Linked DNA regions of Mus musculus: region 2 is linked to region 1. A link is a contact called in public promoter capture Hi-C data. All regions are on one chromosome and are shown on one strand. Each heading gives the region's core, a stretch centred on a gene start, on an enhancer-like site or on the middle of the called end of the contact. The rest is flanking DNA. Distances are from core to core; before and after follow the strand shown.

Region 1 (5,823 bases), core at 38-2,537:
TTGTAATTCCAGCATTTGGGAAGCAGAGTGAGTTCCCAGACATCCAGGGCAATACAGAAAAACCTTTAAAAAAAAAAAAAAAGCATTTATTTATGGGGGAGGGGAACTCGAGCCTCAGCATGCTTATGGAGGTCAGAGAAAAGCGTGAGACTCAGTTCTCTCCTTCTACCATGGGACCCAGGGATCAAACTCGTGTCTTCATACTTGGCAAGCACCTTTACTCACTTGAGCCATCTCACCACCCCCTCAACATTACTTTCTTTTTTTTTTCTTTTTTTGGAGACAGGGTCTTTTTGTGTAGTTCCCGCTGTCCTGGAGCTTGCTATGTAGACCAGGCTGGCCTTGAACTCAAAGATCTCCCTAGTGCTGAGATTAAAGTTGTGTACCACTGAGATTAAAATTATGTACCACACCTAGCCCTACATTACATTCTTGAGCTGGTGTTTGTTTGTTTGTTTACTTTTTCGGGAAAGGGTTTCTCCGTGTAGCCCTGGTGGTCCCGGAACTCACTCTGTAAACCATGCTGAGCCTCGAACTCACAGAAACCCACCCGTCTCTGCTTCCTGAGTGCTGGGATAAAAGGCATGCACCACCACGCTGGGCATGTTGGGTTTTTCAACAATCTTATATATACTGGCCCTGAGCAGTATACAACGTGGACTCCTATTATTAAATTTGACTAATTCTACACAAATACACACGACCCCCACATTCCCAGGCTGCAGAGAAGGTATGCCTTATACTCAGCATTATACAAAAATTTGACAAGGAAGTTCGGATGCCCTGGGGGTTGAGCTCAGTTTATCGAAAGCCAAACAGCCTAGCTACACGTCCACAAGCTCCTTTTCTTTCTGGTGCTGGAAGCATCTGGCGGGCGTTGAGAGCACGAGCCTGGCGGATTTCATTGGGGACCTGACCCGCGCAAACTGGGAGAGCTTGACCGGGGCGGGGGTTAGGGGGGTGGAGAGGAATCTGCCCGGCAACTCATGATGTCATCCCCATCTGAGCTCCGATAGGTCCTACCCACTTACATGTTAGAGTCTGTTGTAGCCCAGCTTGGAGTCTAAAGTGACCTCTCGCGGACATCCAAAGATGTACACTAGAGAGGAAGATAAAATCACCACTCTCAGGTCCCACAAATTCCTGCAGACTCCTCCCAGTTCCTAGAAGGTCCGCCTTCATCGTTTCTTGAAGACTCCTCCCACTTCCTAGAAGATCCGCCTTCATCGTGCACCTCGGCTGTTGATTTATTTTCCCTCCCTGGACTCGGCCATCTGCTCGCCATGCCTGGCATTTCCCAGAAGCCCCAGCGCCGGGAAGGAGTTTGCAGCTGCTCGGTCATCGTGCGGCCCGACGCGAGCCCGCGCTGGTGTGCAGGCCCGGCTCTGTGCCTGGTCTCTGGTGTGAGGGTTTACGCGAGGCCCCTGCTTCGGTCCCCGGACTAGGCCTCGACCCCGGGCGCCATGAAGCAGGAGGGCTCGGCGCGGCGCCGAGGCGCCGACAAGGCAAAGCCGCCGCCGGGAGGGGAACAAGAACCGCCGCCACCGGCCCCCCAGGATGTGGAGATGAAAGAGGAGGCAGCAGCTGGGAGCGGCTCCACGGGGGAGGGAGACGGCAAGGCAGCTGCGACCGAGCACTCCCAGAGAGAGCTGGACACTGTCACCTTAGAAGGTACGGGAGCCCACGTCGGGGTCGTGCCGCGATCACCGGTGACAGCGGCCAGGGTGATGCGACTTCTTGCTGGGACCTCTGCGTAGCCTCCACCTACCTTGGTTCCTTCGGTCAATGGAGCTGGGGTCAGAAGTGCCCGCCCAACCACCCTGACTCCCTCGACCCCAGCCGATGACCGAACCTGTTCTCCAGTCTGCGGACTGCTCTCCTCCTCTGGGGTTGCATCTTAGTCTCACCGAGCCTTTTCTTCAGTCCTTCCCAGTGATCTACTCCATCCGACCGATTCTAGCGCCTGTTATTGCTATGTAGAAAGTAGCATTTGTATTTGTGTCTAGAGAAACCAGGGTAACAGATTACACTAGCCTCTTAGTTTAAGAGTTTATAAAAATGGGTTCTGTAGCTCTAGGCTCCTTTAGCAAACTCCCTCGGAGAGCCATTTCTACCTTCTGCCTTCCTTCTGTAGTTGAAGCATCTAAACTAAAAGTCCCGGTGCACTTTTCCACTCTCTTAAGGACCTTACCCCTCCTTTCCTAAAGAGTTCAAGCACACGCACGCTTTTACTTCTGAATCAGACCCCCTCCCCCCCCACCCCTGCCTTCTTTCTCTTTTAGTTTATAATGCCTACCTGTGGCCCCGACTCCTATAAGCCAACACCAGAGACCCGTTCTCAGGCTCCTATTGTCCCCTTGTCCCGCTTAAGTTGCTCTTTTACTTTTTCCACTTAGTATATCTTGTCCATGTGCGCGCGATGAGACTTTTCCGGGTGATCTGTAGTTTTTTCTCTCTGTGTGTGTGTGTGTGTGTGTGTGTGTGTGTGTGTGTCTCAACTGCACGAGAAACTACTTTAAAACATGGTGATAGGCCAAGTCATGCCCTGAGTTGTACTTTTGAGTGTAAGTATGTATAGACTGCATCAACTCCCATTCTAAACTTGGTAACAAGATCTGTATACAGTAAAGGTCTTCTTTCCTGAAATAAAAGTTTCCAGTGGCAGAAATGTCACTCAGCATCGTGAAATATTTCATGGTTTGTATTCACTGTAGAAATTCTGGAACATGTGAGCATTTTAAAGCAACAGGGAGAAACTTTTAACCAGAGTTGACATATTTCCTCGTGTATTTTCAAACTGCTCCATAATTGAAATCACTTAAGTATTCAATTTGGATCAGGGCATTCGTATGTAAAGATATTGTCATTTTCTTTTTGTTGTCTTCATTTAATACATCCATGAACATAGGGTTCAACTTATGCAAGAAGCATTTGTTGACTACTTAGTATAGTGATGGAGATTATATAAAGTCCAGAATCCGTTTCCCTGTTTGTGTGGGTGAATTAATAGCATTAGCTGTTTTGTTTGGGTTATTGTGAACATGGGAGCTCATGAGCTGTGCTAGCACATGATAGAAATACATGGTGGGCCCTCCATACATAGTCGCTGTAACTGTAGCAGTTACTGTCACACGCGAAGCACCCGTTGTTAAGTGGGCAGTGAGACTCAGAGCATTCTCTTAACTGCTGCACATCTAAGTTCTTCTTTTTTCTCATTTCTTGCTCTTTTAAGTAGTTTTGCAGTCCTCACTATTCCAAAGTTTTCAATCTACTTTTGTAACTACTTAAATATGGCTTCCCAGAATTTGTATACCTAAGTCAAAAAGGGTAAACATGTTTGAATTTCAGTGTGTGTGTATGTGAGTGTGAGTATCTTATCTGCATGTTTGTAAATGCACCACCTGTGTGCAGTGCCCACCAAGGCCAAAAGAGGTCATCTGATCCCCTGGGACTCTAGTTATGGGCAAGTGTGAGCCACCATGTGGGTGCTGGGAGCGGGGCCTCTGGACAGAGTGGCTGATACTCTTAACCACTGAGCCATCTCCTTACACCCCAGTTCTAAAGTTTTTTATATTGTCCTAAAAAATCTGACTTACAAATAAATGTTCTTTTCCCTACTGTTTAGGTTGCCACTCTTTTAAATATTGCTAATTTATGAGTATAAAAATGGTTCTGTTTTTAGATTTTTGAATGCCACCAAAGCACAGTCCTCCTGTCTTTAGGCGCGTTGCCATCCCTGGTTGTGTCCACGTCCACTTTTGTTCTGAAGTTATGGCAGTAGTTTCTCTTACCTGGTTACAGAAACTCTTTGTGAAATGAGATGTGAGTCCGGTTGTATCGTTGCGTGTTTCTTTTCAGAAGGCTTTTTTGTGGTTACACTCGTGGTGTGACGTCCCTGTGTGAGAGTTCTCCATTATTTACAAAGCCTCCCCATGTTTTGAGCTCTGGTGAATCTCCATGAGTTTCTTCTACTTTGTTTCTCAGCTGTTTTCTTTTCTAGGCCTTCCTGCTGACCTCTGCCCTATCCCTGCCCAGCTAGCTTTTTCCTTGTTTCCTGGTATATCTGAAAATTGGTGTGCCTCACCCACAAATATTGCTTAGCCCTATTGGGCCAAAAAGGGTAAATGTACACGCCACCCCCTTTGTAAGACACTCCATGGAACTGTTCCCCAAGGAGTTGCAAGTCACATCTTTTTCCTCTCTGGTCCTCTGCAGACATCAAAGAGCACGTGAGACAGCTAGAGAAGGCTGTTTCCGGCAAGGAGCCTCGGTTCGTGCTGAGGGCGCTGCGGATGCTGCCGTCCACGTCACGCCGCCTCAACCACTATGTTCTGTACAAGGCTGTGCATGGCTTCTTCACCTCCAATAACGCCACTCGAGACTTCTTGCTACCCTTCCTAGAAGAAGTGAGTGGGGCTAGCTTCAGGGGTGTCTGATAGAATTTGCAGGGATCTTGAGTGTGGTAGTTTCCTCCTTAAGTCAGGACTTCTATGAAACTCTTGACCTTGTTATTGTACTCTATTGTTAGCCTCTTGGCACTCCGGGAGCGGGAGAAGGACTGTCTTTAGTTTTGTCTGCTCAGCATCTGGCAAATTCTCTGTGTATCTTGGGGAACACACGGTGAGTGCCCAGCAGTAAACTCTGTTGTTTGCTCTGTCCTCTCCCAGCCCATGGACACAGAAGCCGACCTGCAGTTTCGTCCTCGCACAGGAAAAGCGGCATCAGCGCCTCTCCTGCCTGAGGTGGAAGCCTACCTGCAGCTGCTCATGGTCATCTTCCTGATGAACAGCAAGCGCTACAAAGAGGTACCCAGGATGCAGTGGGCGTGATTAGCAAGCCCAATGGGGCTCTGGGGGGAGATGAGCTCCAGTGAGAGGCTCACTGGGGACTCTGGCTCTCCATCTCTCCAAGCCAGGTGTGGTAGTGCACACCTGTGACCCCAATGCTCAGAGGCTGGGACAGAATACAAATTCAAGGCCAGTCCAGGCTGTATAGTGAGATCATGTCCCACATTTGCACAAAATAAACTTGAAACGTAGCTCTTTGAGAAATGACAGCCAGGCGGTGGTACATGCCTTTAATCTCAGAACTCGAGAGGCCGTCGCGGGCAGATTAATATAGGGCACATGCATATACAGATAAAATAATCACTTTTCAAAATCATACATTTAAAACGCCAGCTCTATGAGGTTGGAGAGAGAGTGCAGCCATTAAAAGCACTGGCTACTGGTACAGAGGATCCAGGTTTGATTCCCTGCACACAGGTGCCAGTTCACAGCCATAACTCCAGCTCCAGGGAATTCAACAGTCTCTTCTGGCATAGGCACCAAGCAGGCACTCTTACACACAAGAGAAAAATAAAATGGAAACCTCTCACTTGTGGCCGGAAGCGCATCCAGTAAGGCACAGTGGCTGCTTTCCCTGCTTGCGGCTCTGCCTCTCACCAGAGTGGGCCATCTTGCTTGACATGCAGAAATGACAGGAGCCTCTCTCCCTGCTGTTTCGTTCTTTTTCACCACACTGTTTTATTTGTTTTCTAGATAAAATTTGTCTTTTTACTGTATACAGTTGGGTTTACTATATGTACACACAAGGGTTTTACTGTATACACTGAAGGATTTACTCTAGGTTATATATACACTGAAGGTTATATACACTGAAGGTTATATACACTCAAGATTGTGCAGCCATCAGCACTAACTCCAAGGACACATTGCTTGCTCCAGCACAAAACCAATGCCTGCCATCAGTCATTTGCTACCCTCGATCTACCCACAAGCCACCAGTGTGCTTTCTGTCTCTTTGGAAGATTTGCTCCTTGCA
Region 2 (6,621 bases), core at 929-3,428, 47 kb after region 1:
ACATCCAGAGCTACACAGAGACAGCTTGGAGACAGGGTTTCTCTATAGCATTGCAACATCATAAACAAACAAACAAACAAACAAACAAACAAAAACAGTACCTTGTCCATGCTAGGCAAGCACACTACTAACAGAGCTCCATCCCTATCTCTGGGTAAGTGTACCTTAAATTTCTGTCTCGATGCCTATGATATCACATATGTGATATAATAAACAGAAGTGCTGGGTAGTGTTCAGCTCTGTTGCACCAATGCCAAATATCCTTCAGGTTTTTTGTGGTGCCGGGGATCAAATCCAGGGCCTTGTCCCTGCTAAGCAAACACTTTACCAATGAACTGTATCTGCAGCCCTCACTTTCAGTAGTGGATAACTTATAATTTGTCCAGCCCAGCCTGTGTAGAATTATAATTTCCTCTCTCTGCTCTTCATTCTCATTCATCTGTGTGGCTAACTTCTACTCACCATAGAGACCTTGGTTTAAACATCACTTCCTTTAGAAAGCCTTCTGTGATTGCTCAGGCAGGACTAGGCATCACTTCCATATCCTCTCTTCATTTCTATACTCTGCCCTAATCATACCATAAACCCCATCGCTCAACGATTAGCGATAGTCTGCATTGCCTTCAACTTCCCTTGTGTACTGGGATCAAATCCCCAGGACTTACCATTGTGTGACAAACATTAACATTTGCAAACACCCAGAGAGGGATTATAATAGCTCAAAGGTAGAACACTTGCCTAGCATCTGCAGGTCCTAGGTTTGATTATCAACACCCACCCACCCCCAAATCAATTGTGGGAGGCGGTAGCAGAAAAATCAGGAATTCAAGTCCATTCTGGGCTACATAAAACACTGTCTCAAAAACAGAAACAAGGATCTGGCAAAGAGGCTCAGCAGGTGAAGGTGTTTGGCGTGCTAATATGAGTTCAAATCCCCAGAAAGGTGGGAAGAACTCTACAAACTCTACAAAAGTATCGTTTTTGTTTTTTTTTTGGTTTTTCCAGACAGGATTTCTCTGTATAGTCCTGGCTGTCCTGGAACTCACGTTGTAGACCAGGTTGGCCTCGAACTCAGAAATCCGCCTGCACCTGCCTCCCCAGTGCTGGGATTAAAGGCGTGTGCCACCACGCCTGGCTACAAAAGTATCTTACCTCCACAAGCATTCTGCGATGTGCATGCCCTCCCCGCCCATAAGTACATGTAGTTTTTTTTTTAAGTTTTACTTGTAAATGTATATGGAGAGAGTAAATAAATGTAATATTCATTCATTACAACAAATGGAGTGTTATTTTTGCAATAAATTAAGCCTAAATGGACAACTGTCAGTTCTCCAGGTGTTTCACCTCCAAAAGCCAAGAGTCGGGAATCTTTACCTGGGAACTAATGGCGTACTTCAGGTACGACAGGATCAGAGGATTGGGGGAAGGCCCAATCATAGCCTGCTCCAGGAGCGCTTCTGCAAGGAAAATTAAAGTAAGGCTGAGTGTTTACAGCTTTTCTGAGGACACCCCTCCCATCCTTCTTTGCCCATTTTACTTGAGACCTGCTAGGTTGAGAATGTCCCAGGTGGCTCCTTTGGGGAAGAATTTTTTCATGTTGATTGCCCATTGGTAGTCACTCCATCGCTCTTTCCAGGCTTGCAAAATGGCCTGCTTCAGGTTCACCACCTTCATGATGTCACTCCAAGGAGGCGAGATGAGTGACAAGGTGGGAGTTTAAAAACGGAGCCAGATGAGAACTGGAGTTCTGAGGGAAAGAACAAGGGAGACATAAATAGAACGGAAATTCGAGAAGGTTTAAGCAAAACAAACAAACAAACAGAAAAATAAACAGAGAGGAAAAAAACTAGGCAGAGTAGAAGGCGTCAAGTTAGCGGCTCTGTCACCTTCTCGGTTTCTGAACAACCGTTTCTCGAATTGGGACAGAAAGTGTCAACAAAGCCCTGAAGCGAGCAGGAAAGGGTTAAGCCCGCTCCGGTTGTCTAATTATGCCCTTCGCTCTAGCTGCGTTCCTCACCACTTCCACCCCAAACCCAGATCTACCCTCTCCCCATTGCCTCTACCTTCCTCGGCCCTGAAGTTGTAATTCCTTCTTTTCCTACATCTACCATCTCCCCAAATTTAAGCCTACCATACAAACCGGTTGTACATCGTAGGCAGCGCCATCTTGACACCTACTAAGGAAATCATTTACCATTGGCCGGCGGCAACACACACCAACCAATAGAAACGTAGCAAGAGGCGAGTCCTGCCACAATACCTTCTGGGAATTGTAGTTCTTTGTCTAAGACTTGTCTAAGCTGCCAAACAGGCAGAAGGATTAATCTAATTGGTTCTGGTGGTTTTTATCTGAGATAATCCGAAGAGCTGAGGTACGCTGGTACCCAGAGTCTCAGGGTCTATGGAGAAACCAACTCTCTGTCTCCCAGTGATGTTGCCATCTATCCCTACCTTCAATCATTCTGATACTGTGGCTATTTCCCAGAAACGAGGCATAACAGTGAATTCTAGCCTGGCTTCTGTTTTGGCTTCTAACCTGGCTTCTATTTGGGTTTTGGCCTTTGTTCTCGAAAGCCCCTGTAGGCACTAGAGCTCTCATTTTCATATTTCTATTCCAAAAGAGACACTGAAGTGTGGGTAGCAGCACACATACCATCATTTTAACCCCAAATCTGACAATTCTCCCAGAATTCACTGATCCTGAATACTGTTTGGATACAAAAGGAAATAAGGAGAAAACAGAAGCTGAGCATGGCACCACGCCCTTAGTGCCAGCACTCAGAAGGCAGAGGCAGCTGGGTCTCTGAGTTTAAGCCTGGTCTACAGAGTGAGTTCCAGGACAGCCAGGAGGACTACACAGAGAAACTCTGTCTAAAAAACACAAAACACAAAAACAAAAACAAAGAAACAAAACAAACAAACAAACAAAACAGAGGAAATATGGGTTAAGATTATTGGGTGTCTCAAAAACTGTTTAAGAAGGCCTCGGGGGCTGGTGAGATGGCTCAGTGGGTAAGAGCACCCGACTGCTCTTCCGAAGGTCCGAAGTTCAAATCCCAGCAACCACATGGTGGCTCACAACCATCCGTAATGAGATCTGACTCCCTCTTCTGGAGTGTCTGAAGACAGCTACAGTGTCCTTACATATAATAATAAATAAATCTAAAAAAAAAAAAAAAAAAGAAGGCCTCGGGATCAAATGTGGTATTGTGGCTAAGACCATTCTGCACATTTGGAGGCAGAGCTTTATCACCCCTCTTTTTCTTGGCTCCCAATCTCATATCCCAAGGAGATAGGTCAGCCTGTTTCTTCAAATTCTGTCTATATTCCCCAACCCATTCCTCTTCTGTCCCACATTCCTCTTTGTACAGCTATGAAAGCACTCTACACTGAACTACAGCCCCCTCCCTGAGCTACCTTTTGACTGAGAATCAGGATAAATATTGAGAAAACAGTCCACATGGGCTCTAAAACTGGCCTTGTAGACATGTAGGAGACTAATAGGATCCTGGGTACCTGGAGCACGCTATGAACAGGGAGAGTATAGCTGGAGTACGGCCAAATCACATCCTTCTAAGATGGGTACTGCCTATGGTCTTCCTCCATCTCTCTCTACACACACACACCCATTTTTATTCTGCTCTTTTGTGCCTTCCCAGGGGATACTATTCGAGAATGGTATTTATACAAAATAGCTGCCAAGAATGTGGAGCCAAATCTTCCAAAGCAGGAAGGAAGGAGTTCTCAGACTCCTGATTCATAACCTTCAGACTCCCCCTCCAAACAGACCTGCACTCCATACTGCCACATTTGCCCGTGGTGAGCCCCCTACTCCTTTCCTGTTACACAGCCCAATACCCTACCACCACCATCACCATCATAAATTGTTTCTGGATACAGCTGCTCTTTCCCTACCCCTCAGAGCTCAAACGGCCCCTCTTGGAAACAGGCTGTCAATTCTGTGAGTGCTCCTTATTGAATTAGTGAGTGTTGGTCCACCCATATGGGAGGGGGTGGAGATATTTAGGCCTGGGGATGGTTAGACTCAGAGCTCAAATCCTTCCCTCTGGCACAAATCCTGGCAGATTTCTGAGAGGGAGGGTGCCCCGCCTCCACCCTTCCTAATGCTGAGAGGCAGCAGCTTTTGGTATTGAGCCATCTGCCTTCCCTGGTCCCCGACTCCTCACCAGCCGCCCAGGCTTCAGGCTTGGCAGAGTTTCCTCAAGGACTCAACTGTATGTACAAGGACTACCTCAGCCTCTGGGCAAGGACCATCACCGAATTCTCTACTTTGACCTTCCTGCTTCTCTGGTCTGCAAATATCAGAGCTGCTAGCCTTTCTCTAACCCGCCTCCTTCTCCCTCCTGGGAACCCTTTTAAGCTCTCTGATTTACCTACCACACACGAAAGACTTTATGATAATGCTCCCAAGAATGAGAGAAAAGATGCTATGTTCCCTTTGGGGTGTATGCAACATGCCTCCCCCTCCTCTCAAGCTCCCCCACCTGCCTCGACTTACTCCACTGTCTCTAGCTGTTCCTCAGAAGCTGGGCTCCCACTTCCTAGTTCTGGGCCCCAGTATCTTTACCATTTATTAATTTATTTTATTATTTATGTGTAGTGTGTGTGCGTGTATGATCATGAGTGTGTGTATGGGTGTGCATGTATGTGCATATGCACACGTGCAAGCCAGAGATTGACTCCTGTTATCCTTAATTGTTCTCTACCCAATTTTTTGAGACAGAGTCTGCTTCTGAACTTGGAGGTCACCGCATTGATTTGACTAGATAGCTGGCCAGTGGGCTCTGGGGATCCACCTGATTCCACCACTACCACTCCCCCAGCACTGGGCTTATAGATGTGAGCTGCTACTTATGGGTACTGCTCAGGTTCTTGTAAGCAAGCACTTTACTGACTGAGCCATCTTCCTATCTCCCCTCCCTTTTGGCGACAAGATTTCTCTGTGTAGTCCTGGCTGTCCTGAAGCTCACTCTGTAGATCAGGCTATCCTTGAACTCAGAAATTCACCTGCCTCTGCCTCCCTAGTACTGGGATTAAAGGCATGCACCACCTCAGGGCTTCTATCCTTTAAAAAAATTCTTTTTTGAAACATTGTATAGCTCAAGCTAGTCTGAAACTTGCAGTGTAGCAGGTTAGCTTCAAACTCTTGCCTCCCCAGGCAGTGGCAACAGATTTCTGGTAGCACTTGGGAGGCAAAGTCTGGTGGATTTCTGAGTTCCAGGCCAGCCTGGTCTACAGAGTGAGTTCCAGGACAGCCAAGACTACACAGAAACCCTGTCTCAAAAAAACAAAAACAAAACAAACAAACAAAACAAAAAAACAAAAAACAAACTCTTGCTTCAGCTTCCTTGGTAATAGAATTATAGGCTTGCATTACCACACTAAGCAACATCTTCAACATAGTGGATGGTCTAGCTGGAGAAGGAGAGTAGCTGGAGAGGATGAGTAGCTGAAGAAGAGGAGTAGCTGGAGAAGAGGAGCACAGAGAAGCCAACAGGTTAAGTGACATGGAAACATCTGGAGCCACTGAATAAATAAAGTATTCTGCCCTTAGAGCAAGAAGCTGCAAGAAACAGGGCTTGGGGAGCCAAAGAGAGAGCTTGTAGTTAAGAGGACTTGTTGCTCTTATAGAGGGGCCAAGAGATTCAGTTCCCAACACCAATATGGTGACTCATAACTCCACTTCCAAGGAATAAAATCCCTCTTCTGACTTCAAAACGCAACACATGCACACATGCATACACATGCAGGCAAACCACACATTATTAAAAAAAAAAAAAAACTTTAAAAAGGAACAGGGTTGGGCTGGAGAGATGGCTCATCTGCTAAGAGCACTGACTACTCTTCCGAAGGTCCTGAGTTCAAATCCCAGCAACCACATGGTGGCTCACAACCATCCATAATGAGATCTGATGCCCTCTTCTGGGTTGTCTGAAGACAGCTACAGTGTACTTACATACAATAAATAAATAAATCTCTTTTTTTTTTCAAAAAAAGGAACAGGATAATCAAGGTGGAATGAATGTTCCCAACAACAACAACAAAGGGTAAAAAAAAAGTACCAAGAGCTCAGACCCAAAAAATAAAAATCCAGAAACAGTAAAATCACTTAGAAGCATACAAGGCCCAGAGAATTTCAGATTCCTTTTTTTTTTTTTTTTCCAGAAGGAAACTTGAGTCTTTCTCTCTCCTGTGTGGAACATTTTCCTCCGGAGGCTTCGCTGACTTCTCATCCACGAGCTCCTGGTGTGAGGAAAGAAAGCCTTTCTACACAGTCGCACACATAACTGCCCAGTAGTTCCCAAATTGGAATCCCTGCTTTCAAAGGCTGGAGAGACTAGATGGCTCAGTGGTTATGGGCACTGACTGCTCTTCTAAAGAACCCGGGTTCAATTCCCAGGACCCATATGGCAGCTTACAACTGTCAGTAACTCCAGTTTCAGGGGATCCATCATCCTCTTCTGGGCTCTGAGAGGCCCACACGCAAGTGATACATAGAGACACATGCAGCAAAACAACCATACTAGTGGAATAATTAAAAGATTATTTTAATCCCAGCACTCAAGAGACAGAGAGAGGTATATCTCTGAGTTGGAGGCC

What was found. Capture Hi-C pulls out chosen DNA fragments and counts their contacts.
Region 2: a contact with region 1 is called in a promoter capture Hi-C map of adipose tissue. The contact joins the promoter of Med24 here to the promoter of Psmd3 in region 1. A contact is called at or near these places in 3 of 39 promoter capture datasets (embryonic stem cells, macrophages and neural stem cells), 2 of 15 datasets of contacts at CTCF or cohesin (CD8 T cells and the NIH/3T3 cell line), 19 of 484 Hi-C or Micro-C datasets (the 63-12 cell line, the AML12 cell line, the C2C12 cell line and 11 more), 11 of 115 datasets of contacts at active chromatin or transcription factors (the HPC-7 cell line, the SCID.adh cell line, embryonic stem cells and 5 more) and 3 of 9 other capture datasets (adipose tissue, liver and pancreatic islet).

The regions. Positions count from the first base shown.
Region 1 is chr11:98,681,267-98,687,089 of GRCm38.p6, forward strand. It overlaps Psmd3 (proteasome (prosome, macropain) 26S subunit, non-ATPase, 3), which reads left to right and starts at 1,288. Exons shown (of 12, transcript NM_009439.1): 1 at 1,288-1,671; 2 at 4,216-4,406; 3 at 4,668-4,805. The coding sequence starts at 1,464.
Region 2 is chr11:98,727,241-98,733,861 of GRCm38.p6, forward strand. It overlaps Med24 (mediator complex subunit 24), which reads right to left and starts at 2,179. Exons shown (of 26, transcript NM_011869.3): 1 at 2,132-2,179; 2 at 1,545-1,747; 3 at 1,375-1,457. The coding sequence starts at 1,674.